7 separate regions of the Mus musculus genome follow, and all the other regions are linked to region 1. A link is a contact called in public Hi-C and HiChIP or PLAC-seq data. All regions are on one chromosome and are shown on one strand. Each heading gives the region's core, a stretch centred on a gene start, on an enhancer-like site or on the middle of the called end of the contact. The rest is flanking DNA. Distances are from core to core; before and after follow the strand shown.

What was found. Hi-C and Micro-C count contacts between places; a contact is called where the count stands out from the background. HiChIP or PLAC-seq counts read pairs in DNA pulled down with a chosen protein or histone mark.
Region 2: a contact with region 1 is called in an H3K4me3 HiChIP or PLAC-seq map of embryonic forebrain, with 6 times the contacts expected there. The contact joins the promoter of Greb1 here to the promoter of Trib2 in region 1. A contact is called at or near these places in 4 of 39 promoter capture datasets (the C10 cell line, hippocampal neurons, liver and 1 more), 5 of 484 Hi-C or Micro-C datasets (embryonic stem cells, hematopoietic stem and progenitor cells, nephron progenitors and 2 more) and 6 of 115 datasets of contacts at active chromatin or transcription factors (astrocytes, double positive thymocytes, embryonic forebrain and 3 more).
Region 3: a contact with region 1 is called in an H3K27ac HiChIP or PLAC-seq map of stem cell-derived neural progenitor cells, with 7 times the contacts expected there. The contact joins the promoter of Ntsr2 here to the promoter of Trib2 in region 1. A contact is called at or near these places in 11 of 39 promoter capture datasets (the 3T3-L1 cell line, 3T3-L1-derived adipocytes, the C10 cell line and 7 more), 7 of 484 Hi-C or Micro-C datasets (the N1E-115 cell line, brown adipocytes, embryonic stem cells and 3 more), 15 of 115 datasets of contacts at active chromatin or transcription factors (T-cell acute lymphoblastic leukemia, astrocytes, cardiomyocytes and 11 more) and 1 of 9 other capture datasets (embryonic stem cells).
Region 4: a contact with region 1 is called in a Hi-C map of B cells, with 24 read pairs. The contact joins the promoter of Lpin1 here to the promoter of Trib2 in region 1. A contact is called at or near these places in 8 of 39 promoter capture datasets (the C10 cell line, cranial neural crest, embryonic stem cells and 4 more), 2 of 15 datasets of contacts at CTCF or cohesin (the NIH/3T3 cell line and large pre-B cells), 14 of 484 Hi-C or Micro-C datasets (B cells, CD4 T cells, CD8 T cells and 9 more), 19 of 115 datasets of contacts at active chromatin or transcription factors (astrocytes, craniofacial prominence, double positive thymocytes and 15 more) and 3 of 9 other capture datasets (embryonic stem cells, liver and macrophages).
Region 5: a contact with region 1 is called in an H3K4me3 HiChIP or PLAC-seq map of forebrain, with 10 times the contacts expected there. The contact joins the enhancer-like site here to the promoter of Trib2 in region 1. A contact is called at or near these places in 18 of 39 promoter capture datasets (the 3T3-L1 cell line, 3T3-L1-derived adipocytes, the C10 cell line and 11 more), 1 of 15 datasets of contacts at CTCF or cohesin (large pre-B cells), 4 of 484 Hi-C or Micro-C datasets (CD4 T cells, bone marrow-derived macrophages, cerebral cortex and 1 more), 26 of 115 datasets of contacts at active chromatin or transcription factors (CD4 single positive thymocytes, T-cell acute lymphoblastic leukemia, bone marrow-derived macrophages and 19 more) and 1 of 9 other capture datasets (liver).
Region 6: a contact with region 1 is called in an H3K4me3 HiChIP or PLAC-seq map of embryonic limb bud, with 10 times the contacts expected there. The contact joins the enhancer-like site here to the promoter of Trib2 in region 1. A contact is called at or near these places in 13 of 39 promoter capture datasets (the 3T3-L1 cell line, 3T3-L1-derived adipocytes, HPC-7-derived erythroid cells and 9 more), 2 of 15 datasets of contacts at CTCF or cohesin (the NIH/3T3 cell line and large pre-B cells), 1 of 484 Hi-C or Micro-C datasets (nephron progenitors), 23 of 115 datasets of contacts at active chromatin or transcription factors (craniofacial prominence, differentiating embryonic stem cells, embryonic basal ganglia and 14 more) and 1 of 9 other capture datasets (embryonic stem cells).
Region 7: a contact with region 1 is called in an H3K4me3 HiChIP or PLAC-seq map of neural progenitor cells, with 31 read pairs. The contact joins the enhancer-like site here to the promoter of Trib2 in region 1. A contact is called at or near these places in 6 of 39 promoter capture datasets (the 3T3-L1 cell line, embryonic stem cells, liver and 2 more), 2 of 15 datasets of contacts at CTCF or cohesin (the NIH/3T3 cell line and large pre-B cells), 5 of 484 Hi-C or Micro-C datasets (adipose-derived mesenchymal stem cells, cerebral cortex, large pre-B cells and 2 more), 22 of 115 datasets of contacts at active chromatin or transcription factors (VIP interneurons, astrocytes, cardiomyocytes and 15 more) and 1 of 9 other capture datasets (embryonic stem cells).

What each region holds. Positions count from the first base shown.
Region 1 is chr12:15,814,957-15,819,158 of GRCm38.p6, forward strand. It overlaps Trib2 (tribbles pseudokinase 2), which reads right to left and starts at 1,829. Exons shown (of 3, transcript NM_144551.5): 1 at 275-1,829. The coding sequence starts at 544. Gm5432 (a long non-coding RNA gene) reads left to right here and starts at 1,981. Exons shown (of 3, transcript XR_001780551.2): 1 at 1,981-2,141.
Region 2 is chr12:16,798,688-16,802,889 of GRCm38.p6, forward strand. It overlaps Greb1 (gene regulated by estrogen in breast cancer protein), which reads right to left and starts at 2,199. Exons shown (of 35, transcript NM_015764.4): 1 at 1,960-2,199.
Region 3 is chr12:16,651,403-16,655,604 of GRCm38.p6, forward strand. It overlaps Ntsr2 (neurotensin receptor 2), which reads left to right and starts at 2,068. Exons shown (of 4, transcript NM_008747.2): 1 at 2,068-2,721. The coding sequence starts at 2,098. It also overlaps a transcript of Lpin1 not described here.
Region 4 is chr12:16,587,888-16,592,089 of GRCm38.p6, forward strand. It overlaps Lpin1 (lipin 1), which reads right to left and starts at 1,883. Exons shown (of 21, transcript NM_015763.4): 1 at 1,831-1,883.
Region 5 is chr12:16,549,291-16,553,492 of GRCm38.p6, forward strand. All of the region lies in intron 14 of Lpin1 (lipin 1), which reads right to left. Among named protein-coding and RNA genes, the nearest start is that of Lpin1, 38 kb to the right of the region's middle. Within about 2 kb of position 1,846, at least 30 of the 459 cell types and tissues checked have an H3K27ac peak or open chromatin away from gene starts, as enhancers often do. A contact at or near this core is called in cerebral cortex, forebrain and hippocampal neurons, where this site is marked.
Region 6 is chr12:16,485,928-16,490,129 of GRCm38.p6, forward strand. No RefSeq gene overlaps it. Among named protein-coding and RNA genes, the nearest start is that of Lpin1, 100 kb to the right of the region's middle. Within about 2 kb of position 1,869, at least 2 of the 459 cell types and tissues checked have an H3K27ac peak or open chromatin away from gene starts, as enhancers often do.
Region 7 is chr12:16,432,421-16,436,622 of GRCm38.p6, forward strand. No RefSeq gene overlaps it. Among named protein-coding and RNA genes, the nearest start is that of Lpin1, 160 kb to the right of the region's middle. Within about 2 kb of position 2,036, at least 13 of the 459 cell types and tissues checked have an H3K27ac peak or open chromatin away from gene starts, as enhancers often do. A contact at or near this core is called in VIP interneurons and neural progenitor cells, where this site is marked.

The DNA of each region.
Region 1 (4,202 bases), core at 579-3,078:
CCCCCGCTGCAGCCCGCCTCATTGTCTGAAACGGTCTGAAAACTTCGCAACTAGTCGAACGTGGACAGACACACAAATAAACCCTCTTAACGAGGCCACGCATAATGATCCCGGGAGTCTTTCGCCCCTGGACTTGAGAGCTTTCCGACCTCCCGCACCGTCCCCGGCCCCTGGCAAAAGACCCAGGATGATTTTTTTTTAATTTTTTAAAAAAAAAATTTTAATTTTTTTTAAGCAAAAAAACAAAACGCAAAAGCAAAGCTGGGCTGGTTACCTTGCAAACCAGCTCCTCTCCGCTGTGCAGATGCACAGCGCGGAAAACGTGGTCTCCCTCCAGAGGCTCCAACAGTAAGTATTTCCCGATGCAAGAAACGCAATGCGACAAGTTCGGAGTCTCGGGCGGGCTCGGAGAGCCAAGGTTCGGGCTGAAACTCTGGCTGGGCTCAGCGGACCTTATAGACGACAGCTCTTCGAAATCCTGGGTTTTGTTCCGCGATCTCCCATATCTCGCTATTGTGATAGGGGTAGACCTGTGTATGTTCATGAGTGTGAGGATCGCACACGACAAAACAAACAAACAAACCAAAAAACCCCTCTGGAGAGATGGATGAGCCGCGCCGGTGCAGGCGCCTCGGTGCTACCGACTTAAAAGGATCAAGAAGGGAGGGGACCCGTCTGGGGCTCCGTGGAGGAAGAGTTAAGAACTAGCCCCCAGATGGGCGCTGCAGGGCTGGTCCCCGGCTGCGAGCCCCGCTCCCGGGGGTGCTCGCTCTGCGGACAACTCGGGTCCTTTTGTTACCCAGAAGCTGCCAGCGCGGTGCAGAACCGCACGCTGGACTCAGTGGGTCTCTGTTCGCAGCGTGGATCTGGACGAGTGAGCGTGCCTCTGGGGTGAGGAGCTGCAGCGCCGGGCTTCTGAGCGATCCCCAGCTGAGGATCCGCAGACCGGGCGGAGAAGCCCTGCGTGGAGTTTGTGCAGTCTTCAGGGAGCGCGCGGCGCCGGCTCGCCCTCCACGCGTTAGAAACCAAACAAAAAGAAAAAGGAAATAAGCTCGGGTCTACCGGCTCACGCCGCGCGGCAGCCAGAATCCGCGCTGCACCCCCCTCTTTTTGGTGGAAAGGGTGGGGGGCGTGTAAGGGGGGTGCTAGAGAGGGCAGTTACCTAAGTCTTAACTGTAGATGGCGTCTGAGGCTTTTCCAAAAAATCGCAGAGCTGTCTCTCTCAAGAAAAAAAAAAAAAGACAGAAAAAAAAAATTGCAAAGGCGCTTTTAACTTGGGGCGGTCAGCAGTGGCAACAAAAGATTGCAAAAGCTGAGTAGGGAGTGCGCGGAGTAGGGCAGGCACAGGTACCGCGACAAAGCCCAAGGCAGAGCCCGCGCGGTCAGCACTAGCTCTTGCTGTCGCTGCTCACGTCCCAGATCCTCCTCCGATGAAGCAAGAAGTGCGGGCGGTGACCTGGGGGGTACCAGCAGCAGGAGCTTTCCGGGGGTCCTGCAGGAGCTGCCAGCAGATGCTCCCCGGACTCCGTCAACCCGCGGCGTTCCTTTTCCGCTGCACAACTGGGTCTTGAGCCTTGAAACAATTTGCAAACCACTCTTGTCTCCCGATGCCTTGCGACCAAATTGCACGGCGGGGTTTGCTCTGCAGGAAAAATAAAAATCGACGGCTTGTCTTCTTTTCTTATTATTTTTTTTTTCTTGCCACCCAGAAGTAGGAGAGGACCGTGTATTTAAAAATTAAAGGGGATGGCCACGGCGCCCTAGGCCAATCCCGGCGCTCAAGCACGCCCGCATCCCCGGGCGAGGCGGTATTAATAGTTACTTACGTGGCCGGGGATCTCGGAGCGAGCCCGGCTGTGTGTGCGCGTATGTGTGCGCGCGCGCCTCGCTTGCTCGCGCTCGGTCTCCCCATTCAATGTCACCGACACATTTCCACAGAGCCCCCGCCCTCTTCGCCGGCCCCGCCCTACCCACGCCCCGGCCCCTGTCATTGAGCCCGGAGCCCATCAATCAGCGGCGCCGCTGCCAGTGCGCGCGCGGCTCCCCTGCGCCCGCCGGCGGCCAGGGCTGCTGCCGCCACTCCTGCAGTGCCCCCACTGGGGGCGCCAGCCTCGCCCCCGGATGGCTCGGCCAGGCGCGAGGTAAACAGTGCTTTATATCCTTCCGCAGTCCAAGGGCTCTGGGCTCCCCTGGCCTGCTGTTCGCGCTGCAGCGACAGGGATGCTGGACTGTGTATCTGCCACCGTCGCCACGCAACACCGGCAGGCTCAGGTCAACTTTGAGACTTAGATCCTCTTCCCCGGGATTTTCCGCAGAAAGCCTCGCATCTTCTGGGTACCGGGCACCCCTCTGCTGCTATGTTAACCTGAACAAGCAGTTCCCCGCGGGTTTTAAAAAAAATGAAGGATTCTTGCAGCCCACAGTCTCTAGAATTAGTTTTATTCTTTCTCTCCGGTTGCTTATCATTTCAACAGAAGTCCATTGTGAGCTTGTAGTTAGTGTCACCACCCCTCCCCCACTTACCAGTTATAGGATTGGGGATCCTTTCAGAGTCTTTTGACTTCAGGACAAGGTCTTTGGGGAGAGCTCAGGAACACACACCTTTGCACCCACACTTCCAGCAAAGGATGTTGGCTCCTAGCCAAGGAGTCAGGCTTCTCCAGCCCCGGCATCTCAGTATTTAGGCCAAGAACACATTCAATACCGGGTTCAACGGAAGGCTGCACTTTGACCCTTGCTTATTCTTAACTTCCTGGGAAGGTTCTGGACCATTGGCTTGAACAGACCTGGGGAAAGTTCAGACCACAGCTTAAGCCTCTTGACTTTACCTAATGCATCCTGGTAAGAGTAGCAATGTAGCAGGGGAAAACAGAAAGAGAAAGAAGCAACCAAGGTCTGGGGCAAGACTGCTGGGCTTACTCTTGAGTTTTTACCCGCATAAGGCACCTCTTTCTATGAGGGAGGTCACTCTGTAACAATATTCTGCACTACCACTTTTGAACAGAAATAGAGAACTAGTTATAATTATACTTAACCGGGACAATAGTGGCTCTAATGATCAGGAGTTCCCTGAGGGTTGTTTCAGAGTAGTGAATGGACCTTGCTTGTTCAGCTAGCCACCCTAGAGGACAGATCTTGAGAAGAAACTAAAATGCCCCATGTCTTCTCATAGATCTCCCATCCTTCTCCCCACTCATCTGCCTTAAACTCAGACTCTGATCCCTAAACTGTCCCTTAAGGGGACCACAGCTTGAGGAAGTCACCATGACTACAGAGTAGTGTGCCATGCAGTCTCTGCCCAGTTCAAGAACAGGTCCTAGACAAACAATCTCTACAGAGGATCCATTGAGAAAGGTTCCCTGGGGCCTCTGTTGGGTGACTGTCACCAAACTTTCTTGTAGAAGTTTGAGAAACTTGTGTTCAGCATCAGTTTTCAGATTCAGAAGGAAACTGAATTCGCATGGGCTTTTTTGGTTTGGTTTGGTTTTTGTTTTTGCTTCTTTTTCTTCCCAGGATCTCTAGTTTTCGTCTGTTAAATGACAGCCCTGCGTACCTCATGTGACCCCTAGAACTGCAGTTGCAGTTCTAGGAAATATATGAAGAATTATGATAGTGTTTCTCAGCCTGTGAGTTGTGACCCCTTTGCGGTGAACAACCTTTTCACAGGGGTCACATATCAGATATTTACATTCTATGCATAACAAAAGCAAAATTACTGTCATGAAGTAGCAGCAAAATAATTTGATGTTTGGGGGTCGCCACAAGAGAAAGTGTATCGAAGGACAGTAACTTCCTGGAGTCCTGGAAAAATACGTGTTTCCTTGGGCTGTCATATTGCAATGACTACATTGCTCCTCTCTCTCTCTCTCTCTCTCTCTCTCTCTCTCTCTCTGTGTGTGTGTGTGTGTGTGTGTGTGTGTGTGTGTTTCTTAGTCCTTCTCTGGGGCTAGATTGAGCTTTAGGTTAGAGGAGACCAAATCTTCCTGATACTTGGATGTCATCACAGGGGTAAGCCTGCCTGTCATAAGCCAGTGGTTCTTTGTGGACATTGAGACAGTCTGGTGAGTCATAAAATAATACACATAAGAGCTCATTGTTGGCCATTTAGGCAGAGAAAAGAGAAAGTATGAGAGAAAAGGAGTAGGAAGACCTAGCTTTCTCCTAACTTGAATGCTCAGTGCCATCAACTGGGCTGCCCAGCC
Region 2 (4,202 bases), core at 949-3,448, 980 kb after region 1:
GAGTGCTGAGATTAAAGATGTGTACTACCATGCCCAGCCCCCCTGCACGGTTAAAGTTTTGGTCACGAATGTGTATTACTTCTACCATAGTTTCGATATAATTAGCTTTAAAGCACTACAATTTGCACTGTGTCTAGAAACTGTGCCCAAAGCCAAAGTTACCCATTAATCAATGTACAAGTGACAGGATTAACTGCCTGCAGTCTTTATGGCAGAATTATAAGTTGTCCACAGACCCTCTGGAAGAGCTTGCATATTCCCAACCCCATTGAGCCCACAAAAGCTGTAAAAGCACTCTTGCCACATCTGCTGCACAAAGCTGGGAGAATGTGAGGCTTCTCAAAGCAAGCAGGGGGCATCAATAAGTAGCCTTGCTGTCAACCCCTGGTCCAGGTGGTTCAGATTATCACATCTGGGCAGGGGACAGGGGGCTTGGTCTCACCTTTGTCACACTCTCCTTTCTTCCCCTCTGGGTTTTCTGACCTGTTATTGGCTCTGCTTGGAAGTTCTCTGCTGAGAATCTGTAAGTAAACTGAAGCCCCAGAGTGGATACAGTAAAAGGAAACTTCTAACTTCAAGTGAAACAGTAGGACGCAAGGTCGCGGAGGCTCAGTGAGTGGTTTCCTGAGCCAAGGGGCAATCAATGCTGTATTAAGCACAGAAAGCTTAGCTGAGCTTGAAGATTACAACATCTGATTAAAATTATTAAACAAGAGTACAGCTACAAAGCCACACAAAGGATAATTTCAAATTGTCTACCAGTCTAAGACTACAACTGCTGTCCCCATGTTTAAAACATTTTAAGCCACAAACCGCTTTAGTCACCTTCAATAACAAGAAGGGCCAAGGTGGAATGCCAATTTCAAACCAAAATGACTTCTAACTCCGTGAAGAATACTCTTATCAGAATGAGGAAGAACGGATATCCCGAAGCAAATGTTGCGGGATAACCAAAAGTCACAGATCCTACTGTAAACTTTAAATGAGCCAAAGTTCAGCGTGGGAGGTTGGGGGGGGGCGTAAAGAAACTAAGAAAACCGAGATGGACTCTAAATTAAAACTCCCAGCAACATCAGCCCACCAAGCAATGCAAACTCAGACCTGCACACGTCTTTTTGAGACTAAGTTCAGAATCATCTTGTGTGACGCCCATTGTTAAAGGCAAAAGATTGTCCTTGATGGGACTAAATGGGTGTTTATTTGGTTAAATTTACACATTCATGGTTTTAAAGGGCTAATAAAACAGCATTTCAAGCCCTGGGGCAACACTTGACTCTATAATAAAAGTTGATTCAAGAAAAACTTCAGTCTATAAAATAGGTAATTTCTTTTGGTTGCTCCTCAGGACCAAGGATTAAATGAGGTTTGACAGCAAATGGCCCAGTGTCTCTCTGCATGGAGTGTCTCCTGGCCTTCCTCCACAACCCTAACCCTGATCACTGGTGGGCTGGCGGACGCGTGTGTGTGTGTGTGTGTGTGTGTGTGTGTGTGTGTGCGCGCGCACACACACACACACACACACACACACACACACTTTCTTGGACTTCAGCCAGTAGCCTTTGTTTGTGGCTCCCAACGGAGATCCAATAACCAAACTCAACCAATGATCACCACAGCCACCAGCCTTTCACAGGCTGGCCACTCTGGGAAGAAGTCCCATTTCTCCCTTGTCCCACGTGCTGCAGAAGACGCGGCTGCCACCACCCCCGGGGGGCAGCGGGCGGCAAACAGCCTCCCCAAAACGGAGCCGCGGTGTACACAACCTGGAGCAGTGCTGTCTTTTTCCTAAAGTTCTTACCTACGCAGCCGAAGCCTTCACCATGTGCCAGGAGCGCTCTGGCTCGTTCTGGCTGTGGCTCTAGATGGCTCTCTCACTCACTCACACACACGCGCACACACTGACATGGACACCTCCCACACCCCTTGGCGCAAGACCCCCAGCCCTGCGGCCACCCTCACCTCGCGCCCTTTGTCCTCATCCGGCGTCCTCGGAGCCCGCGCTACCGGAGCCGGCGCTGCGCAAAGCCCGGAGCCGCGGAGCCTGAGAGTCCGCCCGTCCGGGTCTTGCGGGCCACCGTGATTGGGGGGCGGGGGGGGGGGGCGGCAAGGGGAGACCTGAGCTGGGACTGCTGCTCCGGCTCCGGCTCCGTCCAGGTGTAGGCACAGGAGATTGGCTTGCCCCGTCCCGTCCCCGCTGCAGGCACCCACCGCCTCGCTGGGTTCTCACGGGGTTCCCGGTTTGGGAGGGGTCCGCGCGGAAGTCGGAAGCCTCCGGGGACAGAGGTCATTTGTTGCTTGGCCACAAATGCCCGAAGAGGAGGTGGGGTTGGGAGGACGAACCAGTGAGCAAGACCCCCCCCCCCTCCCAGATGTCTCCACCCGGCGCAGGGCGTGTCTGTGGACCGCAGGACAATACCCCTGCAGTTCAAGCCGACAGAGGTAGGGGACTTAGGCCCCCAACAGTGGAGATTGATGAACGCCCTACAATAAGGAAGTTGCCTAACATCAGCAGAGGAAGAGCCTGGAACCCCTAATACTAGCGGGTGGAGCCAGAACTTTCCCTGATGCGAGAGTGGGTCAGAAGGATGAGCACTGGAGGGAAGGAGCAAACCTGCACTTGCCGGTGCAAACCTTTCTGGCCCCTGTAACACAGAGGTGGCTGCGAGCAGCCAGCAGAGAAAGTGGGGGAAATTGAGGGAGCCAGACCACAGAAGGAACCCATGGTCATCAAAGCTTCCTCCTCCTCCTCCTCCTCCTCCTCCTCCTTCTTCCTCCTCCTCCTCCTCCTCCTCCTCCTCCTGCTCCTCCCTCTTCTGGAAATCCCTGTGTGTTTAGAACTTGCCAGAGACATCCCGAGCACCTTGTACCCTCCTGCCATTCAAGAACCCCAGCCATGCTAGCGAGATGCTAAGTGGGTACAGGAGCTTGCAGCCAAAAACTGAACCCCTGTGTTGGATCCTAGTTACTCACTTGAGGAAAGGTAAGAAGCAACTGCTGCAAGCTGTCCTCTGTTCCCCAAACTGCAACACACATCGAATAATAATAACAACAACAACAACAGCAGAGCGCTTGAGCCAGCCTCACAGCCAAAGGTCCTAGAAAAACAGGGAGCCTGTCTGACTAGGAGCAGGAGACAATAGGAGAATAAGCATCAATCTCCCACAAAATGGGCAGGTTGAGGAATGCTCTCCTATCCCCACTTTCCTAATGGCAGGGGCATCAACTTCCTATTCTAATTAGGAACTATTCCAAGCACAGTCGAGACTAGGAACAGTTAACATGATGAGCCCCGTGCCTAAGACCTAGCCAAGCCTAACTGACTGCAGATGTTTGTGTAATGAAATTATTCAAGAAGTAGTCCTGTCGATAGACTGATTGCCTAGGATGGGGTGAGTTCCCCAGCCATACATAAATATAAGTCAAGCTTGGTGGCCCATGCCTGTAAAGTCAGCTCTCCAGGAAATGAGACCTGGAGGATCAGAAGTCACTGTTGGCTACATCAAATTTGAGGCTAGCCTGTGCTAAGTAAAACAACAGCTCAAGAAAACAAAACAAACAACAAAAACCCCATACAGTTGGAGTCCTCAGCCAGCCATGTAGGCTGCAGCTCTTTCCTCTCAATCTATACTGTACCAGAAGGTAGGTATGTATGTACTTACTGCTGGAAGGTAGACGGTGCTTATCAGCATTGCAGCTCTCCCTGTGGGATCACACTGTTCTATTTTGTAACCTGGACCCTGTGTTCTGTTTTGCTCATGAAAATGTTTGCAAGATTCCCTTGATCTTACAGGCAGAGCCAGTTCCTTCATGAGAACTGCTGACTAATATTCCTTGTCAGTTTCTGTTCTGTTGATAGAAGAGTATGAACTAGTCTGAAGTCAACATTCTCCAGTTACAGAGTAACTGTTGCATGGATAGTTACCAACATATTTACTTCATGGTTTGTGTTAGAAACCTCTGTTGTTTTTAATTTTTCATATATATACATATATAATACTTTGGTCATAGTCCCCCACCCCAATATTGTGTTATCTTTCTCCTCCTATTGAAACCCTTCTTCCTAAGTTCCCCTACTGTTTTCATGTCTCTGTGTGTGTCTGTGTGTATGTCTGTCTGTGTGTGTGTCTGTGTATCTGCCTGTCTCTGCATGTGTATGTATCTCTATGTATATCTGTAGGTGTGAATGTCTGTGGGTATGAGTG
Region 3 (4,202 bases), core at 818-3,317, 840 kb after region 1:
GGGGTTAGACAGGAATTTCCAGGTGAAGAGTCGGCCAGTTCACAGGCCACAATGGGGGCAATTTCAACAGAGTTCTCTCGTCCAGCCCCCTTATTACACACTCTGAATGTGCCAGGGAGGGTCTGTTATTTGTGTCTCAAATCATAACAAGCACAGCAGTCTCTCAGGGTGAGGTGCAGACTTAATTCACTTTTGGCATTGTAAACCAGCTAACTGACACGCAGTTACACTGCATAAGGTATGTTTGAGCAAATAGCGATGCATGAATCAGCCAGTGCCCAGCATTGTAATGGGTCCCACGGGGGACAGGAGGGAATGGCTTTCATAATGCAAATCCAGAAATATTTCATGGGTTATAGTTACATAGCCACAGTGTCTGCTCTGGGTTGGTAGAAGAGTCCCTGCGGTAGAAGTATGGTTAGTTGGCAGCTTCGGGAGGTAAAGCCAATGTTTTGTTTAATAAAGGCATTTACAGTAAATATAGCCCTTCAAGATGTGCTTATGTTTGAGCTGAGCAAGCGCATTGTATTAGCTACTTTCAGGGATGCTCAGACAAACCTGACAAGAGCATCTTCAGGGAAGAGAGGCTTTGGTTCTGCTCCGCAACGCTGTGCTTCTCTGTATCTGCCTGCGTGCTCATCTCTCCAACTCTGGTTTGGAGATAAAGGCATGGAGTGCGTGTTGTTCCCCGTCCATTCCCCACCTCAGAAGCCTTCCCATATAGAAGGAGAATAAATCTCAGTTTCATTGTGGATATGGATCTGGAAGAAGATGAAACTGATTGTCACTGGGCCATACAACCTGTGAGGTTGGAAAAACAGAATCCGGAGGTATGGGTGTCAATCTAATTCTGTCCCCAGTAGACACTAGACCTCCTCTGAACAGGAAGATGGGTATCCAAAAAGTCTTCCAGCTCCAGAGTTCTCATTTCTTCATGAGCTCACAAATACGCACAGTTTAACAGATTTAACACACACTCGTCCCTCTGCTCTGAGGGTGACATCCTGGGACAGTGTGATACCAGGAGGGTGCGTGCACTGGCCACCTTCTTGAGGTTATTACTGCGACAGAGTGTCATAGTTAGGGTTGTACTGCTGTGAACAGACACCATGACCAAGGCAACTCTTATAAAGACAACTTTTAATTGGGGCTGGCTTACAGGTTCAGATGTTTAGTCCATTATTATCAAGTCAGGAGCATGGCAGCATCCAGGCAGGCATGGTACAGGCAGAGCTGAGAGTTTTACATCTTCATCTGAAGGCTGCTATGAGAAGACTAACCTCCAGGCAGCTAAGATGAGGGTCTTATAGCCCACACGCACAGTGACAAACCTACTCCAACAAGGCTATGCCTTTTTTTGTTTTTTGTTTTTTGTTTTTTGTTTTTTGTTTTTCTGAGACAGGGTTGGCTGTCCTGGAACTCACTCTGTAGACCAGACTGGCATCGAACTCAGAAATTCGTCTGCCTCCCAAGTACTGGGATTAAAGGTGTATGCCACCATGCCCGGCTAAGGCCACGCCTTCTAATAGTGCCACTCCCTGGGCCAAGCACATACAAACCATCACACAGAGGCAGCCAGGTTAATGAGAGCAAAGTTGCTGAAGCCTGGCAAAGCCTTCTCTGAGCTGTCTCTTTCTCAGATTGCTCATAGAAATGACAACAAACAGACGGGGGTGAGGGATGTTGCGAAGTTCAAATTGTGTCTGTCTGTCTGTACTGTAGCTTGAGCATCTGCCTGCCAATTAACTCATTTGATCCCTAGAGAAATTCTGCAGCATGGGTAGTATTTTAAAGTTGAAAAGCAATGGGGTGGGGACAGAGGGCTTTTAAAAACCTACCCACGGGTCACATGGCTTACCAGCAATGCCATCCAGGTGAACCTCAAAGGATGTCCTCCCCCACCTTCTTCCACCAACACGTGCTTTTCTGGATGAGCCAAATGGCAGAAAGATTGAAGACTGATTCTGGAACTCCCTCCAGAGGCGTGTCCTCCCAGTTTTGGAGGTTCCCAGAAAGGAGGTGGTGCTGGCTCCCCGGGCAGCTAGCCCAGGCTCTGGGCAGTGAGAGGGAGGGAGATCAGGCCACCACGAGACAGAGATGGAGACCAGCAGCCTGTGGCCCCCGAGGCCCAGCCCCAGTGCAGGGCTGAGCCTGGAGGCGCGGCTGGGCGTGGACACTCGCCTCTGGGCCAAGGTGCTGTTCACCGCGCTCTATTCGCTCATCTTCGCGCTTGGCACAGCCGGCAATGCGCTGTCCGTGCACGTGGTGCTGAAGGCGCGGGCGGGTCGCCCCGGGCGCCTGCGCTACCACGTGCTCAGCCTGGCACTGTCAGCCCTGCTGCTACTGCTGATCAGCGTGCCCATGGAGCTCTACAACTTCGTGTGGTCCCACTACCCCTGGGTCTTCGGCGATCTCGGCTGTCGTGGCTATTACTTCGTGCGTGAGCTGTGCGCCTACGCCACGGTGCTGAGCGTGGCCAGCCTGAGCGCAGAGCGCTGCCTGGCCGTGTGCCAGCCGCTGCGCGCCCGCCGCCTGCTCACCCCGCGCCGCACCCGCCGCCTGCTGTCACTAGTCTGGGTCGCCTCTCTGGGCCTTGCCCTGCCCATGGCGGTTATCATGGGACAGAAGCACGAAATGGAGAGGGCCGACGGGGAGCCTGAGCCTGCCTCGCGTGTGTGCACGGTGCTAGTAAGTCGCGCCACGCTCCAGGTCTTCATCCAGGTAAGGGAGTGGGGAGTGGGGTACAGTAGAAGGGGAAACCTATGTCCTACAGTTAGCCTTTAACACACACACACACACACACACACACACACACACACACACACACACACACACACACACTGGGGTAGTGAAAGAAACTAAAGCAACTCCTCCAGGGTCCTTCCCAGATATTCAAAGGACCAAGGAAGGGTGCAAGCAGCATCCCTTCACTACCCGTGAGCACACAGAGGATCTGGAAGGGTAAACATGTGAAAGTGCAGAAAGGCATGCTGGCTGGTGCATCAGGACATGTGTGGGATTAGGGGCTGCATAGATGACTGGACCATCATATCTTCTGCATTGAATTCCTGGCCAGGTGTGGACTGGAGTCTTGCAGCTATTGCTTGAGATTTTCAAGTCCGGGTGTGCCAGAACAATGGATTAGACTAGGGGCACACATATGGTGGTAGAACAGAAGGGTTTGTCAGGAAGAAAAACACTTGCACAACTGAAGTGGATACAGAGCAGAAGAGGAGGGAGCTGTTAGAAGCTCAAGGGCACTGGCCAGGAGTAGAGTATGTGCCATTTGCACAGCACCTGCCTTCTCCCACATTTATAATCCATGAGCTTTTTCTACTGTTTTGTCTCTTATGTGTAGCTGTTGGTGAGGGTCCCCAGCCTTTCTCTGCCATTGGTTTCTTTCATATTAATCTTGATACCTCTTTCTCTCCACCCTATTCTCTTGCCACAGTACAAGGCTGCGGTGCCTGGCATAAAGCTCCTTTTCTCTGCACCATCCTGTGTGTATCATCTGGGTCTGGTGGGCAGGAAGGGAGGAGTCTAGGACCTATTCATCCGTCCTTCACTTACCACCTCCCTCTTCACCCAAGAGAAACCATGGAAAGAGCCAATTGTGCCCATGTTTAACCATGTCCTACGGGGCTGCCTTTTCCCTATCTGGTTCAAGTTCTTCTTGAATGGGGACAAGGGGACCAAATGCCTAACAATAGTTTGCTGGTAATGGATTTGCTTTAAAAGGAGTTTGGCATTTGAAACATCATGTCCATCTCTAGAAAGAGAGTTCAGCCATTATCTGGGAGGAAGGGAGGGAGTCCAAGGAAACTGAAGGGTTCCAGTTGGGACACTGTTGGAAGAAACTTCAAGTTAAGAAAAGGATTCAGGACAGGGATGGTGAGGAAAACAGGGACACTGAGTCAGAATTATCAATTTGCTGGCTCCCAGGAGGCCCTATTTCTGTTCTCTGTCCCTGTTGGGGCAGAACGGAGTGCTTGTCTGTTGGTGTGTGTCATTCACATGCCCAGATTTGCATGGATGTCAAAAAGAAGGCATAGATGTCATGAAAATAATTAAATGTGACCTCATGAAGGTGTCAGCGATAGGGCACAGCAGATCCTCACTATGTGTCCTCTTCTCTCCTTCCCCACTTATGCTCTAGAGACCTGATCTCTAGTTTTCCTTCCCACTGAAGCACCTAACCTGGG
Region 4 (4,202 bases), core at 633-3,132, 770 kb after region 1:
GCAGAGTATGGTGGCACACACCCGTGATTCTAGCACCAAGAAGGCTGAGGCAGGATGACCTTGAGTTCCAGACTAGTCTGGGCAAGACAGTCAGGTCAAGAGGACAGCTCCAAGTTCACGTACAAAGACGTCCAAGTGCAGCCAATTCACCCACCAGCCTGCACCACTCCCTTCTGTTTGATTTTCAAAAGGCTCCAGAAACCAAGAACACCAACCCCATACCTAGCTATTCTGAAACAAGATACCTGTGCCCCTAAGCATTCCCACCCGCGTGCTTTTCAAATCAATTTATACCTTTATTGGTCCCTTACAGACCCTGAACCTAAGAGAGAAAAGACACACAAAAAAATGGATTCACAATCTAAGGTGGGGAAAGGGTGTGCCAAGTTATGGACCAGGGGCTAGCCTTGGGTAGCCAGGACCAGCCTAGCCCTATAAAGGGACCTCAGTGGTACCCTGGGCTGCCCCATCAGGGTGTAACAATCCGAAGTTGTAACAACCTGGAGCCTCTCGGTTCATCAGTCTAGTAAACAAAGGGTGGCCTTTCCCTCACTCTAGATAGGGAGGCTCCCAAGTGATGTCTCTGGCCCATGGATTTCCAGCTATCAGTAGTCAGTTGTCTTGCCATCTCCTGACCTTTCCCTCTCTTTAGCCTGAAGCACTGAGAGCAATAGATAAGCAAAGACCCACCCCAGCCTCCCCAGCAGACAGCACCCCACACAGAACAGCAACCAAGGATCCTATCTCCTTCATCTGAACCCCAACTTATCACCCAGGCAACAAGACTGGGCATGTTGTCCCTTTCAATAAAGTGACAAGCATCATAAGAACATTGCTGACTGCCACCTAAAAAGGGTAGAAATCACGTGAGGTGGGACAGCCACCAAGACAAAACCAAGCTCAGCCCCAGGCTTCCCAATCCAACCACCAGGCCCTACACAAGCAGGAATAAGGGCCAAAACACACACCCACACACAAAACCCGTGACAGCAGAAGCGCGCTGTCGGCAAACAGGAAGCTTTGTCAACACAGGGAATCAACACAGTGGGATCTTTCAGCCTTTCTGGGAACACTAGAAAGTCCCCTTAGTGGTGCAGATATTAGTCCTTAACTGCTTTCATTCATAAAACGTATTTTATGGAACAAAGGATAGATAGTATATGTGTGAATCCCCATGGGCCGCTATCCTCTCCTCCTAGAACCGTTACAGTCTTCCCCACAACTTCACTACCCAGTTGGAAGCTTTTTCCCACACGCCCCAGCCCAGCCCAGACCATTGCTTTCCTTCTTGCCTCCTGCCAAGGAGGGTGGGCGTCTGGAGCAACTACTGGCCACACAAATTATCAGCCAGCCACCTTGACTCTGTCCCCTTAATATGACTTAATATTAATACTTAATATGACTTCCAAAGCATTGCTTTCCCTCCCATATTCCCCCCGGCCTTTCCCAGATAAAAGTGCCTGCAGCTACTAAGGGAGCCACAGGCCCAGTGCCCACCAGACTGCAAAGCTGCAGAGAGGCCTGCTGCGAGCTTGATTATCTAAGAATCCCGGTTCCCAGTTCGCTGCCACCCAGCGGAGGCGTGCCCTTGGGCACGAAGGTCAACCTACCAGCCTAGACTCAGTTTCCTTGGCTGCAAAGCCTGAATCCTAAACCCTTTGGGATACGTCTCATCCGGGTCTCGGACCGCCACGGGGTCCCTGCAAGCTTCGACACCCCACGGGAAGGCCTGTGTCACAACACGGCCCACATCGCCTCCCTGCGGGGCCCCACGTCTCAGTAATGGGCTTTGGGGCGCAAGCTGGGCCCCGGGTCCCCATTGCTACTCACCAAGAGGATTCACGAGCAGGCGCGCACGCGTGTGGCTGCCTTTGTATGCAAACAGCGGGCCGGAGCGGCTGTCAGCTAAAGCACGGCAAGGGGCGGGGCCTGAAAGGAGGCGGAGTCTCCGGGGCGACGCCAGGGGACTCTGGAGGAGCGTGCTGCTGGGATGCTTTCAGAGCCCACAGACCCCCCCCCCACCCCACCCCACCTCCCACCTCCCTCTCATATCCCCGCCTCCCCCTTCCCATCCCATCCCTCCCCAGACTGGACTGTCTGCCTTGGCGTTCCAGGGAGTAGGCAGCCAAAGTCTTCTAATTCCACAGCCTGACCCTGTTTTGACCTTATGTCAGTTTACAATTAGTTCTTCCCCTGATGTGCCTGTCACAAGCTAGGGATCAATTCCTAATCTTAGCACTCCCACATCCTGCCTCCCTCCTGGCTAACATTCACCACCAGTCAGCAGAGCCAGGAAGGAATAAATAATAACAGACAATGCCAGGTCTGGGGGTGGAATGGCTCAAGTCAGACCAAGTCACTCTTAAGTGTCACGAGACTACTAGGAGACAAGGACTCCTATATCCCGGGCTTGCCTCAAGCTTTCTATGGGTTCCTGGATGACCCTGCACTTCGGATCTGCCTATCTTACCTCCCAAGTGTTGAGGTTACAGGCAATCCTACCCCCACCATGCCTACTTTATGCGAGCCGGGAATGGACCCCAGAGCTTCACATCCGCTAACTGAGCTACATCCAGGTAATAAATATCAAATTATATATACAACAACCCTCCGAAGAGTCAGTGCTTTCTGGGGGACAGAAGAGCAAAGACCTTGAGGAAGACTGCTGGAGAACATATACCTGGGGTCTCGTAGACCAACAGAGAGAGCCCAAGTATAATGTACCTGTCACCGGAAACTATATGCAGAAATATGAGTCAGAAATGGATGCCAGCCACAAGCAACCCAGGAGAGGGAGGTCAGAATGATGACGGGTGCGTCCCACCTTGAGAAAAACTAGTTCGTGGGGAGGTCCAGGGAGGAGTGGCTTGTGTACCCCAAACTGGTCCTAAAATCTACGAATCTAAAGGTGACCACGAACTTCCAATCCCTCTGCTTTCCGGTTTCTGGAATTACAGGTCCCCACCCCCACCCCCACACTGGGTTTCCGAGGCACTGGAGATCCCTCTCAAGGGATTCTGCCCACCAAGCAAGCTAGGACCCCAGTCCAAGACCAGGCCACCGAAGACCTGCAAGGGAACTGAGCCAGGCTGGGCTGCCTCCACCCCAGTGCTCAGGAGATCAGCACAGGCAGGGTGACTCTGAGCATAAAGACAGAGGTGGAAGCGCTCCAGCTGCACTTGGGGCAACACAAGTAGCCACAAGGGTTGTCTCCGCTGCCCACAAAGTCCTGGGGTTCTGGACCCCAGAATGAAGGCACCCTGCCCCACCTCCATCATCTCCTCCATCCTCCACACCCCCACCCCAAGGCCTTCCAGAAAGCATGTCTTACAGTCTTACATTCTGTCATCTAAATAAGGTCATTTTTATTATTATTATTTTCCAGATTTGAAGCAGGTGGAGGAGAATCTGAACACATAAAGTCCAGCCCAAAGCCCTTACCCCACAAATGAACCTGGGGTCTGGAACCCGCACACACAACCGCAAACGCACCCAGACAGCTCTGAGTAGCAAAGATAGGACCAGCTTTGCCTGCTGCCTATAAGAAGATCCCACAAACAGGTCACTTATCTCAGAAACATTCACTAGGTCACAGGAGATGGTCGCACTATACAAAAATTGGAGTCTCTGAAGCCCAGGTGTTCTAACCCGGCAAAGTCTGGAGCCCCCCTGGTGGGGCCCTAGGCAGTGTTTTGTCTGCAGCCACGCTCCTGCCGCTGAGCTGTGACTCAGCCAGAGAACTGAGGTGATCCCCTGAGCCAATCCCAGTACCTGCTGTGTTCAGCCCAAGTCGGAAGAGGGGAAATAACCTAATGACTCTAGCTAGAGGAGGAAGGAGCCAATCCTGGGCTCAGCAGTACAGCATCCTCGATTCCGTACTCAGTTTTACAATCCAGGAAGTGAGCGGAGGTGTTGGTTAAGCAGGTCCTTTGGAGGCTGGAAAGGAACTTGTTAAGTTCTTGGCCAACACTGACTAGATTTTCAATTCTAAAATCCAGTAGTCCTAGGAGTGGGAATTCTATAAGGACTTGGTGGCTGCAGCTGGCTCCCTGGTCCCTCAGAAAGGACAAGCATCATGCAGGCGTCCATCAGGATGGGACAACAGGCTATGCGGTGCTGAAAATTGCTCTTTTGCTAAACATGGGACCGCAGGTGTTCCTCGCCACACCAGGAACTGGTCCCTGCTGATGTGAATATAAAAA
Region 5 (4,202 bases), core at 596-3,095, 730 kb after region 1:
ACGCATACACACTCTCCTGCCTTCTTTTCTCTTTCCACAGAAGGCTGAGGGCCAAGCCCTAAAAGTCCAAATGTCTCCAATCCAAACACCATCAATTCCCTCATATCCAGCTCCAAACAACTAGGGCTTAATAAGAGTTACCAGCTCACCCCTCCCCCCAAGACTCCTATGAAGTCACTGTGAGACAAGAGCTGTGACAGCACAGCATCCACAGACCAATGCCCTGCTCCTCTACTGTCTCCTTCCTCCAGGCTGGGGCAGGAAGGCAGGGAAAAACTCAGGCTGCTGTCTTTAAGTGCACCATAGAAAGCAGGTCAGTAAATTAGTTGGTCCCTGAGCTCAATTTTATGGCTTCATCTCCAAGCTAATAGTGTCTGCTCTGCCTCCTAAGTCTTATCCCCATGCGAAGTGCTTGATAGCCTTGGACAGAATGGAAAAACCCAAGTATCCCCAAAGCAGGCCTGTCCCTGATGGTCCTGGCTGGGGCTTCTACTGCTGTGAGAAAACACCATGACCAAAAACAACACAGGGAGGAAAGGGTTTATTTCAGCTTCTCACTGCCCAGTCACAAACTCCATCACTGATGGAGGGCAGGGCAGGAACTGGAGGCAGGAGCTGAAGCAGAGACCACAAAGGAGTGCTGCTTGCTGGCTTGCTCCTCATGGTTGGTTCAGCCTGCTTTCTTGTACTACAACCTAGGACCACTTGCCGAGAAATAAATGGCACTGCCCGTGGTAAAATGGGCATCTCCTACCTCAATCATTGCACATCTTACAGATTTGCCTATAGGCCAATCTCAAGGAGGTCTTTTTTTTTTTTCAATTAAGACTCCCTCTTCTAAGAGATGCTTAGGATTGGGTCAAGTTGACAAAAAATAAATACATCAACAAGCACAGCAACTCTCTCATCCCTTTATACAAAACAACAGGCACACAGAGCTCCTTCTTTCTTTACCTCAGGAAGTGCTCCTTCCAACGTCTCTCAGCTCATCCCTGCCCTGTTCCCTGGCCTGCCTTACAGTCACCTGATAGCATCCCATACAAGACTCCTCACCACGTGGTCATCAGGAAGTGATTCAAATAGCCCCATGTTGTCCAGTACCAAGTAGTCACTAAGGGGAACACTCACACAGGACCCCACATCTGTGTGGAGGCTTGGCTCTGGATGGAGCCAAATATTGAAGAAAAAAAAAAAACAAAAACAAAAAACACAAAAACAAAAACCAGATAATAGCCTGCTCTCCGTGGGCTTTTGCCTAACAAGTCAATCACTGCACAGCCATCAGGACTGGAGAAGAAGTACTCTCAACAATCCCAAAGCTTGTCAGGATGATGCCAAAGGAGACAGGCCATGTATAGGCTGCAATTCCTTCCGGTTGATCTGAGACAGACCTGAGCTCGGCTCGAGTTGGAGTACAGGCAGCAGCTGCGATCTGAACACCCAAGGTTACCAGGCCAAGGAAACATGTGCTGCGCTACTTAAGATGAATTAATTATAACTATTCCTGCCTTTCAGCCTGTTAACCTCATCCTAAAGTCCAGAACACACTCAGTCCCACCCTCCACACCTCAGGATGCAGCAGTAACAGCCATCTGAGCCCAATGCCAGATACCAGGGGACTTTTCTCTGTACCTCCGTCAGCTCTCCCCTAAAACAGCCTGCTCAGCCAAAGTCCCTTCCCGTTCCAATATCGTACAGAGCACCCAGGGCAGACACGGCCCTCAGCCACATGACACACTCCAGACAAAGGGGTCCTCGTCAAGCGGGAGGAGCCTGAAGGGCCCTCTCTGAAGAGGAAAGCTTTGGTGCTCTAGCCAGAGTAGAGTGAAGCGAGATCTGAATGTAACTGCAGATCCTAGCAACAACAGATTGATGTGTGCCTCCTCGGAGAGGGGGAGATGAGTGTGCAAGTTGGAATAGCTGTGATTTCCATCTGCCGCTCAGGAAAAGAACGGCCCACTAAATTCATGTGGCGTGCCATGTTGACGGAATACAGGGAGGGAAACACTGACTCCAACACCAAAGCGGGAGTTGTGCAGTTGGCTGCTGGCAGCTCTCTGATGGGCACGTGGACAGCGGTTGGAGGCTGCCACCTTCCAGCCCTAACCACTCTGAGTGGAACAGGCTGTTCCTAGGCAGAGCCTTCCACATCCCTCTTGAAGTGGCTCATTAAATGTCACTTGCTTTACGGTGGCTGCAAACGGCAACAAAAGGGCCCCAAGTCATTTGAAAAATCTGTGTTCGGATGAGGAACTGTGAACAACGTTTAAGTTAGTGCTTGTCACAGCACACATTTTTCAAATGGCATTTTAATTATTTGTATGGTGACAAGCTGTTTGCTCAATTATGGAACTTTGGGGACGGTTCTGTCAGTCAAGTCTGTCAATTAGAAAGACATTCCAATGCCAGCTTCTTTAAAGGCATCCACATGACTCTGACAGGAGTGGAAGTCAAGGGTGCCACCACACAGATGAAGAGATTCACATCCCTCAGGAGAGCTTCCACACATTCCACAGTCTCCGTTCCATCACGCACAAGCCAATTTCTAACTTCTTCAGTTTGATAATGGAATCCAGAACGGGGCAGAGTGGGGCTGCGTATATACAACAGGAAAGAACTTGTCCACAGTTCAGTCCAGACAGCAAGAAAGCCCACCACAGCACGCATCAACTCCCAGAGCTGTGCTCCACAAGTGTCCTGCTGTCCCTCCACCCTCAGCCCGCCCCCATGTCCCCGAGTTCCTCCATAGCCAGAAACAGAAAGGACAGAAGTGGTGATGAGACCAGCAGTGGCACCGTGTCCTCTGTGTCCCTGTCCATACTTCCTAACAGCTCACTGGGCCCCAGGGCCATCTCCTCCAGCTCTAGGCCTGGCCTGAAACAGCAGTTAAGTTTGGAAGACACCCAGCATGTGGCCCGCGCAGTACACCTTAAAATAGTTTAAAATGCCCAGTTTAGGATTGCCGTGTGTCCTTAGGTGACTACGGTCTCGCCTGGTGCGCCTGTGCATTCATTCTTGTCACAGGCTCACTGGGAACATTCCATGAGGCTGACGGGAAAGAGAGACATCAGGGTGCCTCACCCTGTGTCACAGACAGGGATGCAGAGAAGAGTCCTGACAGTCAAAGACCGGAGAGGCGACCTGACACCACCCCTGCCCCTAAGCCCTGCTCTGAGCCACGCTGGCCTTTAGACACCACTGCAGACACAGACAGAACTCTTGACCAAAATGACAGAAGACAGTGCTGAGGCTCACACTTCTGCGTGTGTGGCATCTATCCCAGGCCTGGCACAGGAGAGCACAGAGCAGCAGGAGAAGGACAAAGTGCCACCATGTGGGCACCAGGAGCAAACCCAGAGGGCCTCCTGCCGAGAGCAGCCCATCCATGCACAACACGGTGTACATTCCAGTCTTTAGTTCTCCACCCTCTTAACCCACCCCAGCCCCACCCCTAGTTAGCCTTCTCCATGGAGAATAAGGAAGCAGACCCTTCCTTGTCAATGGAACAAGCTTCTACCAATAGAGAATTCTAGAAATAAATTAGCTTAAGGTACAGAGCTGTGGCCTGGATCCAGAGGGCATGAAACCTAAGCCGGCTTTGCCTGCAACTGAACAGGCACGGGGTGCAGGGCCATCAGATCAGGTAGATTCCATGTTCTTAACATGGCCAACCATAATGGGCTTGGCCTCCAAGGCACAAAATTGATGAAGATGTGGATGGGGCCCTCGGTGACTCTGTCCATGGGTTCTAGCTGCTGAGTAAGAAATGCAGTCTCTGGTTCCCTAGGAACAGGAAGGACGCAATGGCCAGGTATCAGTGTGTCAGTGTGATACTATCCCATGTCAACCTCAGTGCCAGCATCAGCATCAGCGTGGATGAAGGACATCGCCCTCACAGTCAAGGCACCCTCAAGTCCTACAGAGACTGCCCTGAAGACAGAATGCCACACGCTGACTACGGCACCGAAAGCCAACCAGGGGCTGAAGAGATGGCTCAGTGGAGTAAAGTGCTTGCCATGCCAGCGTGAGGGTCTGCGTGGGGGTCACCAGCATCCACTTAAAACCCAGGCTCAGCAGCTCACTATAATAATACAATCCCATGGCTGAGGCTGGGGGAGATGGAGACAGGGCTCAATGGCCAGGTCTGAGTCCTGTGAGGGATCCTGCCTCAGAAAACAAGGCAGAAAGCGGCAGAGGAAGAC
Region 6 (4,202 bases), core at 619-3,118, 670 kb after region 1:
AGTTCAGGGTCCACACAAAGGGAATGGTGCCACCTATAGTACGCAGGTCCTCCTAGATCTCATCAACTTGATACTTGAGATGAACCATCACAGTCTGCCTGAAGAAACTATCTGAAGCCTGTTCCACTCATATCCCCCAAGTCCCACTCTAAATTGATGCTTATTTCCAAATGTGACAAATACCAGCCTTGCCATTGACTCTTTGCTTAGTTTTAAAAGAATGTTTACAAAGCCAATTCATAGATTCTCTCTCTCTCTTTCTCTTTCTCTCTCTCTCTCTCTCTCTCTCTCTGTGTGTGTGTGTGTGTGTGTGTGTGTATGTGTGTGTGTGTGTATCTGTGTGTCTGTGTATGTCTGTGTGTGTATATATATCTGTGTGTCTGTGAGTATGTGAGTATGTGTCTGTGTGTGTGAAAGGGTGTGTCTGTGTGTATGTGTCTGTATGTCTGTGTGTATATGTGTCTATATTTGTGTCTGTGTGTGTATCTATGTATATGTTTGTGTGTGTCTCTGTATGTATCTCTCTCTCTTTGTGTGTGTGTGTGTGTGTGTGTGTGTGTGTGTGTGTGTGTGTGTGTGTGTGTGTGTGTGTGTAGTGTTAGAGTGGGAAAGGAAAGCAAAGAAGCAGGGGAAGATGTAATACGATGCCACCCCATCCCCAGCTTCTCCTGAACTCCATCAGCAGATTCACTGTCCCAAGGATAGCTTCACACTGTGACTTGTTAACTGGATAGGTGCTTCATGGACATTTACTCCCTATTATAACTCACAGAAGACTGTCTTCTGTAGTTCTAGAGACCTAGCTCAGGCCCTGGTACCTTACACAAACATTCTACAGCTAAGCAATTTCTCAAGTATTTAGAAATTACATAAAAATTAATAAAAGAGAGGGTATGGGGGACTTTTGGGATAGCATTTGAAATGTAAATGAAGAAAATACCTAATTTTAAAAATTAATAAAAATAATTTAGGGACCTTAAACAAGCAGAAACAACCAGGGTCAGAGGAGGTATCTTCTGTTTCCTTATGTCTTTTTTCCCCTTGCTGAGGGAGGGTGGGACTTGCTTTGAGGATCTTCCTTGAACCCTTAGAAATATCTAAGCCAGACAACAAAAGTTCAAAAGTGAAGGAAATTCATGGCTCTTCAAAGACAGAGGTGCACACCCATCCAGGAAGAAGATGTAACTGCTGTCAGGGCTGAGGGAGCAGGATTCAAAGAGGGTATCTGGCCTTGCCCCGGCACCAGGAACCTTTAAAAACAAGTCTTATGGGCAACCAAGAAAAGATAAGCTAGAAACCTGGGTCCAGTAGCAAGAAGGGGTGTTCCCTAAGAGGATCCCCAGCCAGGTCAAAGTGGAGCAAGAACTGAAGTAATAAGCCAGAACTCCAGGAAGTAGCCAACCAAGACAGTCTACCTCACAAACATTGCCATTGAGGGCAAGCTGAGTGCAGCAAGCCAGGAATAAACATTCCTTGCCTCTTAGCCCCACATCAAAGCTAAGTCATTTCAAATAATATTTTTACATTAGCACATACTTGGGAAAAATGGAAACAAACTCAAAAAAATCTGCATAACTTTTCAAATAAAACATGAGACTTCAAAGAAAGCTCTCACTTTAGGCAGGATCCAGCCAGTAGGTTTACAAGGAGAGATTTCCAAAATGAAATCTGAGACATAAGATGTGGGTGGTGGGTAGCCAGGCCAGAACTCAGTGGAGGGCCAGTCTGGGACTCGAGTCAGATCCCCACAATAAAGGACATAAGGAACATCTGGCCCCTGGCCAACCCAGCCACAGGGACACAGTTGCCCAGATTTGGAAAGTTGTCCCCCAAGCAAAGGACACCTTCATAGCCCACCCCATCTGAGTCTCAGTTGACTGCCTCTTCTTTGGCCACGCCTACTTCCTCTGGTTATCTCTCTCCAGCTGATATACACCCACACTCCTGTGTGCCTAGGTCATAGAGGCTCTCAGGTGAGGCCTTCCAGGAGCTCTGAAGTTGCACCTTTCAGGGGGAAGAAGCAAACTCCAAGGAGACAAGGAGTGAAGGGTGTTCTAAGCATAGAAAAGAAGCAAAGACAAGAAAAACATTTTTCTCAGCCACCACTGACTTTCCAGGGCAGGTAAAGATTGACAAAGTGGAACTTGCTAGGGTCCTACTGTGGACAAGAACAAGGGCTGCAGAGCACTCAGGTTGTGATCCAAACCTGTGCACATCCAATCAAGAAAATCAATCGAGGCTGCAGAGAGGAAATAATGGTCAGTCAGGGGTCAGCATCCCACAGACCTAGAACCCAACACTCTCAATGCTTGACACAGCTCAACGGCCACTGCCCAGAGTTCTACTCCACAGGACTGCGGTCAAATAAGCTATAATTAAAAGCAGATTTCTGTCCCAACAAGGCTCATTTTCACAAAAAGTAAACAAACTTTGTTCAGCCATTGCTAAGTCCCACAATATCCCTGTGTGCCGCCTCCCAGCAAGGTATGAGACCAAGAAGCCAAGCCAAGCAGTTCTACTCTGTCGCTATTGGTGTGAGTATGCTCTGTGACATCTGCCCAGTGACAGAGACCGCCTGATGACTCACTTCACATGGGTCCCTAGCATTAAGTCATCTGCGGCCATATTAAAAAACAGACTCCCACAATAAAGTGACTTTGGACCTGAAATCCTGATCTCCAAATGTGCCCATCACCTTCTCAATCAGACCCCTCACCACAGTATTCCTCTGGACCTGAAGGTCCCAAGTCTATCTCCTCTACCCCGCAAGGGTCAACCAGCCCACTTTCACCTCTACTGTTTCAGCTTTCACCACCTCTGCCCTGCTTCTCCAGGCTCCACTCCATTTCCTTGTGTGCTCTCCTGTGATGTCCCTTTGTCCATGTCACCTCTGCAAGTGCCCACTGTCCCCATGACTGTCCCAACCAGTGTACTTCTCCCCACTCCCCCACTGCTGATGGTCTGGATCCTTGTCAGTGGATGCTGCTGGGATGCTGCTATTTTGGCTGGAGGAATCTTATCCTGAGTTAAGCTTTATTGGCATCTCTTTGAAGCTACTGAGATGATACTGTGACATCTGAATTTTGCATCCAGATCAGCATTCTTGAGAGAGCAAGATGACCTGATTTTTTTTCCCCACTGAGCATTGTGATGAGTCTACAGAACAGCTGTGCCTCCCCACAGCATACACAGTAGTGGCCTCCTTTCTGAGGGGTGGGGACATTCATTTCTAGCAAAGCAGTAAGTCAGAGAATTGAGTTGGAAGCCTCAAGGGAAAGCTATGAATGAGAACTGGAAGTAGCTGATCATGGGTGAGCCTGAGACCCTACAGTCCATGCCTCCCATTATTTTATAGAGAAAAAAATGATAGAAGGAGAGGGAATGGAGGGCTGGGGACAGTCACAGGTAATTGATGTTTCAGGTGATCTTTGTTTATATGAGAGAAGTAAGGATGGAATGATATAAATAATGTTCTCATGTAGTCTCAAAAAACATAAAAATTTAAATTAGAAGGATAAATAAAATATCCATTCTTTTGTCTCTGTTCCTCCTAAATAGCATATTATGTATTTGAAATATAGCCAGGAATACTACATGAATTTCAAACATAACCACAGCCCAAGTGTGGACAGTTAACAATGGAGAAGAGAGAGAATACAGGATATAATAATGAATAATACAGTTAAAAGATAAAACCAGCATCAAATATAAACAAACTAAATCCAAATGATGGAGGGAGAAATAGGCCCACATCCATCAGCCTAGTGGTCTCACATTGAGTATTTAGATTGTGGAATTGAAGGACCAGTTGTGAATATAACCTTTGAGGGGAGAGAGGAGCATGTCCACACACTATTGTACAAGTAGGTGAGTGCATCCTGCCTAGCAGGGTGGAATTGTAGTTCCCAGGGATCACAGCTGAGTGAGACCACTGATGGCTTTTCTTACTCTGCAGCCTACATGACACCTTCTGGTGCCATGAAAGCTAACCAGAAGGGAGGAAGCTTCTAGCTCAGCTCCAGCTTGATGTTTCTATGTCCTGAATAGAGTGTGCATTACCTTCAGCAATAAGATCTCCTCATCCAGAGACAGTGGGCAACATGGGGCATTGCCAATAGACTGCATTGTGGGCCTTGAGGGTCTCCCTGATCAACAACTCAAAATCATGCTGAAGCTATGAATTTTGTTTAATAATTGATGGC
Region 7 (4,202 bases), core at 786-3,285, 620 kb after region 1:
CACACCTTCATCTGCTTAGAAACAGGTGGGTCAGGGAACGTTGAAATCAGGATGCCCATGTCCTAAGGAAGCTAAAGGGTCAGCAGAGGGTGAGAGAGGTGGTTATATTACCATTGGGTACCTGTTATAGTGTTTGGTGTGTAGGGACCTTAAATCACTTGAACTTCACAGCATCTTTGTAGGGTCAGAATGGCCATCTTGTTTTAGAGTTGGGGAAACTGAGACCAGTGAAATAAAGCAACTATGATGGACCCAATGATGGGCTATATCAGAGCATGAACTTGCCTGCCTCAGAAACCTAGCCTGTTCCATGGTGTCATGGTCTCTGCCCAAGACCTCAGTTAAGCTCCACCTTTATTCCACAATTTAGTCTCCTGCCCAGAAAAACAAGATCTGTTGCCTTGAGTCCAATACCTTTTGATGCCTACCTATGATCAAGAGCTCTTGTCACTGAAGATACATAGGGGAATTCCACTGGGGTTTAGCAAAGCTGTATTCTACATCACCTTCAGCTCTGAGAAAGCTGTACCGGGCAGCAGTTGACCAATGGCCACAGGCAAGGCTGGGATCCCTGTCTTGATTCTTCTGGAAAGACCTAGGACTCCATTTCTAGGAACTTCATTTTCTGTCATGAAAAATAAGATTGGACTTGACCGTCCAGTCTGTGGGTACAAATTGCCCTGAGAGCCCATGCATTCCAACACTTCCATCTCTAAGAGGTGAGACAGTCTGGCAAAAGGTGTGACCAGTACAAGCCAAAGTCAAATAAAGCACATGCTCTCAACATAGAGGTGTAACTGCTCTGCCCTTGCCTTCAGAAAATGGAGTCATGAGAATGAAAGTGTGAGTCCTAGAATGCTCTTTCCCTGCTGTGCCTACTCAGTACTTTCTCACACCTGAAACCTGACTAAATAAAGTCTCCAAAATAAATACCCTCGGATCCATGAATAAATGCTATATGTAACAACGTATTACTTTATATGACAAAAGAGGGATTTCAGTTTAAGACTCCAAAAGCAAGGAGATGGGTTTTGGTTGTCATGCTGGACACTGAATGCTCGACACTAAATGTGCCTGCTGGTGTGCATACATGAGTGTATATTGTGTATGAAAGTCAGAGGTCCCACTTATGGCTTCCTCTGGTCACTCTCTAGTGATCAAGTAGCTAAGATACAGATATCTTCCTTAGTCACACTCCAACTTATTTCATGAGACCAGGTGTCTCACCAAATCTGGGCCTTACCAATTTGGTAAGACTGTCTGGTTATCAAGTTCCCAGGATCCTCTGATTCTTCAGTGCTGGGATTTCAAGCACACATGACTATACCCACATTTCCAAATGTGTAGTGAATAGCCAAGCTAGGTCCCAAGCTTGTAGATCAAGCACTTTACCACCTAGGCACCTCCCCAGAGCCCAGAAACTGAGAAGGCTTTGAGATATAAAAGCAGGAAACAAAGAAAATACAGCAGGAGATGCTGGAGCCAAGGGGACTCAAGCTATGGAAGATTCGGGGCCACCAGCAGCTAGAAGACAACAGGAGTGGATTCTCCCTCAGAGCCTTTGGGGGGTAGGAGAGCACAAGCATGCCCATAACTGGACTGTGAATATGGTTGTGGGGTGAAACTAGCCTCAGGCTCTTGCCCTGCAAAGTGTGAGCTCGCTCTCTCTCTCTCTCTCTCTCTCTCTCTCTCTCTCTCTCTCTCTCTCTCGTTAAAGCCCTTGGGTCCACCATGTAGCCTCTTTTATCCACTCTTTAACCTCCACCCTCAGCTTTAGCAGCTTCTGCCTTCTCTCTTCCCCTTCCAATTACCCCTCTCAGCCCTTCCATTCCTCAAGCCCCTTCCCCATAAGCTGTTCTGGAGGGCACCCTTCCCATCTACATGACAGAACAATGGGTTGAGAGCCTCCTCCCACTGGCAGCGTCACCAATCTTCATTAGGTCTATAATGATCATTAATGTGCTGGAACCACAATGCACTGGGTGCCAGCCTCATTAGCAGCAGTGTGATGAATGAGGTCCAGCTGTCCTCCCCATCACTGTGGCCTCTTGGCAAGTTTTATGAATGAAAGAAAGCATCAAAGTCCTGATGTTGGGAGAGCTCCATGCCTGGCTGGAGTCTGCAGCATCTTTATTAAAGCTCTTTAGCAAAGGTCTCTATGTCCAACCAAACCTGGCCAGGGGAATCTAGGCATATGCCTGGTAAAATACAGGGTACACAGTCAATTCTGAATTCCAGTAAACAACAATAAGTATGTCCCATGTGAATTATCCAGTGCATGCATGTACTAACAATGCATGCATTCTTTACCTGAAATTCAAATTACAGATACATTTGGGCACAAGCATTTTTATTTGCTGTGCCTGATAAACCTTGCTTCCAATTTTGTTATTGTCCTTTAAACTGCCACACCAAAGCCAACCGTCAAACTGTCCAGGCCACCTGGAGCTATGCTTGGATGGTACCCAAGAGGCTGCAGTGTTTGAATATTTGTCAGATGGGCTCTCAGCCAGGTGGGCTCATGAGGCAGAATGGAGGAAGAGAGGAAGAACTGAGGTGCTGAAGTTGCTGCCAAGAGAGTCAGGGCACAGTGGCAGATGGCTTTCTACCTCAAGGCCATCTTGTCTCCACCCATTGCTGCCAATGTGGAGTAGAGTATGGAGAGAACAGAGTCCACCCTAAGGGGAACTCTGAGAACTCTGTTTCCACTCTACATCTTCATTTATTTATTTTATGTGTGTTTAATCTTCATACATTTATGTGCATGTGATGGTTTGTATATGCTTGGCCCAGGAAGTGGCACTATTAGGAGGCATGGCCTTGTTGGGGTAGGTGTGTCATTATGGGCATGGGTTTAAGATCCTTACCCTAGCTGCCTGGAAGTCAGTACTCTGCTAGTAGATGAAGATATAGAATTCTCAGTTCCACCTGCACCATGCCTGCCTGGCTATTGCTATGTTCCTGCTTTGATGATAATGGACTGAACCTCTGAACCTGTAAGCCAGCCCCAATTAAATGTTGTTCTTCTAAGAGCTGCCTTGGTCATAGTGTCTGTTCACAGCAATAAAACCCTAACTAAGACAGTGCACCCCATGTGTGCCTGGTGTCCTCATCAGATCAGATCCCCAGGAACTGGAGTTACAAATGGTTCTGAGCCACCATGGTGGTGCTGGGAACTGAACCAGGTCCTTGGCAAGAACTACAAGTGCCTTTAGCCAGTAAGCCATCTCTCCAGCCGCTCCTTGCAGAAGTATCCAATGTAAAGATATGGACTCCCCCTTGCTCCATAACTCAACTTTCTGTACTTCTTCCTCTGTCCCTGGACCAGCTGCTGTCCCAAGCTCTCTCCCTTCCTTGTGCTTTCTCCTGTGCCTAATGGCATTGCTGCAGCTCTTCATTTCCAATTCTTCCCCCTTAGACCACGTCCTTAACCCAACCTGCTCTGTTTCTGAGGCTTTGGTGTGAGGCCATTCACTGGAACATAGTCAATCTCCCTGGGAACAAGCCACTGAAGAAATCAACTCTCCTGTCCCCAGTATCCATCAACTGCCAGTCAAACCTCAGCTAAGAACAGTGCCTCTTGTGACCTTCCCCCTCCCTACTGGAATGGTGGCTGGAATGGTTTCTAGGTCTTCTACAGGCAACCACCTCCCTTTCCATGATGTTACCTGAGTTTTGCGGGGAAAGGGTATGATAGAGTTAGCCCATCTATGGACAAGTAGGACATGATTTGCTCACTGTCTTCAACCATCCCTTTCTCTGCCTCAGTAAGACACTCACTAGCCAGGCATTTAGAGATCTTTCAGGTCTGTGTGTCACCCAATCTCCTATCTGCCCACATCAACACCTTGTGCTATAGCTTCATGGGTTACATGTCGTTTGGGAGAAGTAGCCTCAGCAAATTCTGTCTTCCTGCTCCTTGGTGGAACCTTTAACCAAAAGTTTTGGCTAAGCCTTCATTAACCAAATGAGCTTGTCCTGTTCAAGAGAAGCCTAGAGGACTATGCCAGGTATTTCTCAACAATTGAGACTTGATGGCTTTGACCTGCCTGGATAAACCCCATGCCAGCTAAGTGGAGCCCCAGCTCTGGCTCAGGAAGCCATGTGACTTCTGCCTGGGTACAGTAATTTCATAACTGGCCAAGATTCAACAGCTGACAATAGACAGATAGGGTTGGGTTTCAAAGCTGGACACCCAACAC